2 separate regions of the Sus scrofa genome follow, and region 1 is linked to region 2. The links are chromatin contacts, called in public Hi-C maps. All regions are on one chromosome and are shown on one strand. The core of a region is the stretch at or near the end of the contact, and the rest is flanking DNA. Distances in the headings are between cores, read along the strand shown.

Region 1 (2,909 bases), core at 112-2,611, 91 kb before region 2:
CACCACAGCTCATGGCAACCCTGGATCCTTAACCCACTGAGGGAGGCCAGGGATCAAACCTGCAACCTCATGGTTCCTAGTCGGGTTCATTAACCACTGAGCCACAATGGGAACTCCCCCCTTCTTCTTTTTTTTTTTAAATTAAATTATAGTTGATTTACAACATTCTGCCAATTTCTGCTGTACAGCAAAGTGATCCAGTCATACATACATATATATTATACATTCTTTTTCTCATATTCCCTTCTTAAATATATTTGTTGCATATGTTTATTTTTTCCAAACTACAACACATTGCTAATATTGTTTTATATAGTCAGTGCTCCCTTAGAATCATGCATATATTTACCATTTTTGCTGGTCTTTATTCATCCTTGTTTCTCCAGCTTTCTTTCGGGATCACCCTCCTTCTGCTTCAAAAACACCTTCATTTCAGGCAGGATGCCTGTTGGCAAATTCTCTTTGTTTTAGTTTGTCTTAAAATTATATCTCACATTTATTCTGAAGAGTCAGTATGGAAGAAATGGCATATATCTTTATTTCAAAAATGGATACATCTCTAATGCGTGCTTTCCAGGACCGCTGAAGAGAAATAATGGCTGAAAGATGGGAACCAAGAAAAGCCCTTGGCTAAACATATAATTCCTTTATGCTGCCTTGAATTTTTCTGCCTCACTGCCTATACTGCTGAAAATCCACCAATGCCTTTTATTTGGTTGACCAGATCCCTCTCTATATTTTATTTTTTTATTTTTAATTTTTTTAAAATTTTTGGCCATGCCCATGGTATGCAGAAGTTCCCGGCCCAGGAATCAAACCTTCACCACAGCAGCAACCTGAGCCCTGGCAGTGACAACACTAGGTCCTTAACCCAAGGAGCCACCAGGGAACTCAGATCCCTCTCTGAAAGCAGAAAAACCCACATCAGTGTTCAGCGGCCAAGACATGAATGCCTAGTTAGCTTAACTAGACTATTTTCTTCCTAACATCTCAAAGGACTCAGTCCTACTCAAAATGTAAAATTGTTCATGAAAGAAGGAGAAAGACCAGGGAGTTGGAAGAATTTCTCAAAATTTAAATGGGGAAGGGCCACAGAATGGAGAGTTCAGGAGAGCCTGGGAGCATTAGCTGTCAAAGGCAAAGGTCACCTCCATTGCACTTGGACCAAGGAGGATAGAGCTGATGGTCCTGTTGACGCTTGCGATGCGAGCCCCTGAATGCAGCTCTGGGGAATCCTCAACACACAGGTCGTTTCCAACAACCCAAGATCCCTGGAACTTGACCTCACCCTCACGTAGGCAGAACCTTCAGAGCCCTGCTGCCACCCTCACAGGCATCAAATTTCTCTCCAAAGGGCAGCTGGAGCTGTGGAGAGCGAGGCAAGCCCTGGGGACAGAGAAGCACAGTAACAGGCACCAAGCAAGCTGATATATTTTATCTAGAAAATGTCCTTTGCCCAAACCAGCTGCCTGTCAAACACTGTGCCCAGTATCTGAAAACTAGACCACAGGGAAGTTGGTCTAAAGAGGGTGATTTAGGAGTTCCCGTCGTGGCTCAGTGGTTAGCGAATCTGACTAGGAACCCTGAGGTGGCGGGTTCGATCCCTGGCCTTGCTCAGTGGGTTAAGGATCCAGCGTTGCCGTGAGCTGTGGTATAGGTCACAGACAAGGCTCAGATCTGGCGTTGTTGTGGCTGTGGTGTAGGCCGGCGGCTACAGCTCTGATTCAACCCCTAGCCTGGGAACCTCCATATGCCGCAGGAGCGGCCCAAAAAATGGTAAAAAGACAAAAAAAAAAAAAAAAAAAAGGGTGATTTATTTTGTTTCTGCTCTTTGGCTCTTGGGATGACGGGATGTTGCAGGCCCTGTGGCATTTGAGAGAAAGGGAATGAGGGGGAAAGGTGATGAGGGTTAAGAGGCCAGTTGAAGAGCTCCAACCTTGAGCTGATTTACTGTCTCAAGCTAACAAAGAACCAGAGGTTCTGGCCATTTCAGTGCCTTCCTGGAGCCTGGAGTGAGGGGAGTCCCCAGCTGTGAGAGCAGGGATCTCTTCCAAGCCCTGACCTGAGGGCACAGGAAAATATAAAGATCAGCTTACAACCCAATTTACCTGAGCGGGGGAAAAGTAAAAATAAAGCATTGTGCTCATTCGCTTTCATGTTTAGGAACACAGAAAATAGCCACTAAATCCCATGAGTAATAAAGAAGATGCACCCATTCTATTGGGTTCAGTCAAAACCCCCAAATATTCCATGGTGGGATTGCAAGCATGAGCGAACCTACAGGGGGAGGTTGGGGGAGAGTTAGTGAGCCCATCCAGTCCCTGGTCCGCCTCCATGAGGACCCCCTGCCCTCTCCTTGGGGCAGGATGTGAGGGTTGAAGCTTCTAGCTCCTTCATCATGTTCGGATCTCTGATCCTCCTTCCCTGCCCTTGGCCAAAGTTCCCTCCCAGTCCTCATTCCTGAGACCCAGACTCCCCCTGCCACCCCAAGCTTCGCCCAGCTGACTACTGTGGGTCAGCATGTGCTGGTCCTGCACCCCCTGGCCAGCACCCAGAGGACTAAGGTTCAGGGAGCTGGCCTTCAGAATTCCTTCCTCTCATAAGATCCTACCCAGATAACACCTGACTCCCTCAGGGACATTTTTTTTTTTTTTTTTAATGGCTATATGGAAGTTCCTGGGCCAGGGATTGAAACCTATGCCACAGCTGCAGCAACACCAGATCCTTTAACCACTGTGCCGGGCCACCTGGCCAGGGGTCAAACTTGTGCCTCTGTGTGACTCAAGCTGCTGCAGTTGGATTCTTTTTTTTTTTTTTTTTTTTTTTTTCTTTATAGGGCCGCACCTGCGGCATATGGAGGTTCCCAGGCTAGGGGTCCAGTTGGAGCTACAGCCGCCGGCCTACACCAC
Region 2 (3,012 bases), core at 212-2,711:
GGAAGCCTGAATAGAGGTGCTAGGTAGAAGGGACCAGTTTCAGGCATTAACAGTCAAAGTAAGGAGGCACTGCTCCTCTCTCAGTAAATTCCTCTAGACATATGGGGTCACCAAGCAAACAGCTTATGGGAAGGGTCTAACGCTATCCATCTTTTTTCCTATTACAGAAATATGGAATGAGGAAGAGCACTTTAATGCCACTTCTTAGAGTAAATTTGAGAATAAAATTTTTTTCATTTTCCTTCAAATGGTAAAAACCAAAGTTTATTCTTTGTACCTGAGTTTCTCATGGTTTCTGCATAGCATTCCTGATTAAAAGCACTACCTTTATTACCAATGAAGAAATTTTCTAAATCTAAGCAGGTATAGTCAGAGAGTCCAAATGAACTTTCCCTAAATTTAGTGCTTGAATTTTAGAACAACTTTAGAGCACAAGTTTACCACCCTCTACCAAAAAAATCATTCAGGTGTCAATTCTGAATATAAGGTTTGAAATTTCTTGGATCTTTTAAAGTATATTCATACAACATATGGATTTAGAAAATATAATCTCTGATAAACTGTGTCATCCAGGTTATTTACAAAATGCTATCACATACCAGCTCTGAAAAACTATAATTCCATCAGATACAGATTTGTGAAATTTTGATTCTAAGTATGAGGTGACATGTTTTCTCCACATCACACCCTCACTTTTCAGGTAAGAGAAACATGACTCCTTTAAGACTGAAAAACAAGCCACATCCTCCTCCCTATTAAAAAAGATTAAGGAAAAAATCACACTTCTTAATGATCCATAAGTGGCTCCTAAACTTTCCTTTTATTCTACTGTATTTAAAAACTCTTCTTCTCGAAGTTTCAATTTAAAGTCCTCTCTGATTTTTTCTAGCAACTCTGGCTTAAAAATAACATCCAATGCAGTCATTGCCAGCGCTTTGGCCGTTCGCAAGGTGTAGAACTGAGCTTCTTGTGACCCTAAAAGATAGAGAAAATGAATAAAGATAACTTCATATGTATTACAATTGATGTGTCAGTTTTTAGGTCAGCTTTCAATATCTAAATCACCTCTCCTACTGCCCACCATAACATAGATTTACCGAGGTCATGTTAGGTAAGGAAATAATAATAGGCTAAAATAAATAGTTAGAAAGGCAGCTATGGCTACAAAGAGAGAGCATGTGCCAAACATTCGCTTCTAATAACACTTACCTGCAGCTTCAGTATATTGTTCTGTATGATTCAAGGCTTGAGATCCAATGTAAAAATATGGATGAATCCCAGGAACCACAAAAGTAACATTTCCAAAGTCGGTAGATCCTTGGAAAGGTAAGACAAACCATGAATTTCTAGTTGCTAGTCCAGTGGACACTAGAGGACACTTAATCTCCACAGTGCCTGTCATGATTTACCACTCCTTCCCTTCTAGAAATTCTCTACCCTTTTGGCTCCCATGACTTCACTCTTTCCTGACTGTCTGGCTTCCTCTGCCTCCTTCTCTAGTCACTCCCTTGGCCTGTCTCCTAAGTGCAGGAGATCCCTAGGGTTTCGCCTCGGGCTACTTCTCCCTCTGTGTCCTCCGGCAACCACATCAACACTGAAACCTGTGTTTTCAATTAGCTCTTGTGTACTGACAACCCCTCAGTCTCCACCTAGACAACTTTTAGGGGTTCCAGATTCAACAGGCTACTGGAGAGCTTTCCTTAGAAGTTCTGTGAGCACCTCAAATTTAACAAGCTAATAATTTATACCAACCCACCATACTCCAGCCTGCTCTCTCTTGAACATTCTTATCTCCCTGAATGACATCAATACCCAGTTTTATCTCCAGGTCCTTCTGAATGGACTTCACCAACATCTATTATATTTTAAGAGGCACATGTCTAACATACAACCATATTAGTAATAATGCTCTTAAAAGGGAAAAAACCCAAAATAATCTGATATGCTTATGATTATTTAAATTCTAATAGTTGTTCTCCTCAGAAACTGAGGAGTTTCTGCCCCCATATAATAAAGTCCTTAGTAACCTGTTTACTGATGACTGAGAGTGCATTAAAATTCTATTTCCCCTCTAAACTGCTTTCTTAAAAAGTAGAACTAAGGAAATTTAAACACTAGAAATAGCTGGAACATAAAGCAGAGTACACTGGCTATTGCTAAAAACAAATCTGCTCATTTGACATTCTACATTCACTGAAGAGTTCCTTAGTTTCTTTCCTCTAATTAAATTTGTGAAAATACGTCATTTAAAAAAATGAGCAAGGGAGTTCCTGTCATGGCTCAGTGGAAACGAATCCAGCTAGCATCCATGAGGACACAGGTTTGATCCCTGGCCTCACTCAGTGGGTTAAGGATCAGTGTTGCTGTGAGCTGTGGTGTTAAGTCGCAGACACAGATCTGGCGTTGCTGTGGCTATGCTGTAGGCCAGTGGCTACAGCTCCAATTTGACCCCTAGACTGGGAACCCCCATACGCCGTGGGTGTGGCCCTAAGGAAAAAAGACAACAACAACAACAACAAAAATTGAGCAATACCTCCCCAACCTCCAAACTGTTAAACAAAACCACTGTGCCTTCTTCAAATAGCACAATATGGTTGAAAGGACTTAATTACCTGAAGGGCCATTGAACACTGCATCTTCTGAAATGAAGTCTATGCCCAGCTTTTTTCCGTTTTCAACATAAGCCTTCCACAGGCTCTTATTGGGAAGAACGTTATAATAATCATGTGCTCCAGCTTTAATTTCTACCTAATAAAAAATAATAAAGAAATTTTGAATTAAGAAACTCAAATTCACTACCTAGTTCTCAAACCAGCAATAGTTCTCTAACAGAAAGAGGTTTAAGTGGGGGCACCTTCCCTTTAGGAAATCTTTTACCTTCAGAAAATCTCTCTCAAATATTTTACCTTTAAAAAAAAAAAAAAACCAAAAACTTTTCTATAATGAGAGTTCCTAGGACCCTATCTTTTTTATGTTACATGTGGAACAAAGATCACCTAGCTCTACCAGCCA

Evidence for each region. Hi-C and Micro-C count contacts between places; a contact is called where the count stands out from the background.
Region 1: a Hi-C map of skeletal muscle shows a contact between it and region 2, with 5 times the contacts expected there. The contact joins two enhancer-like sites. A contact is called at or near these places in 14 of 47 Hi-C or Micro-C datasets (alveolar macrophages, blood, embryonic fibroblasts and 10 more).

What each region holds. Positions count from the first base shown.
Region 1 is chr1:57,303,038-57,305,946 of Sscrofa11.1, reverse strand. The region is part of intron 2 of GABRR2 (gamma-aminobutyric acid receptor subunit rho-2); the gene reads left to right. Among named protein-coding and RNA genes, the nearest start is that of GABRR1, 19 kb to the right of the region's middle. Within about 2 kb of position 1,361, at least 1 of the 83 cell types and tissues checked has an H3K27ac peak or open chromatin away from gene starts, as enhancers often do. A contact at or near this core is called in skeletal muscle, where this site is marked.
Region 2 is chr1:57,212,115-57,215,126 of Sscrofa11.1, reverse strand. PM20D2 (peptidase M20 domain-containing protein 2) reads right to left here. Exons shown (of 7, transcript XM_013992683.2): 5 at 2,613-2,748; 6 at 1,210-1,317; 7 at 1-975. The coding sequence ends at 821. Among named protein-coding and RNA genes, the nearest start is that of PM20D2, 26 kb to the right of the region's middle. Within about 2 kb of position 1,461, at least 1 of the 83 cell types and tissues checked has an H3K27ac peak or open chromatin away from gene starts, as enhancers often do. A contact at or near this core is called in skeletal muscle, where this site is marked.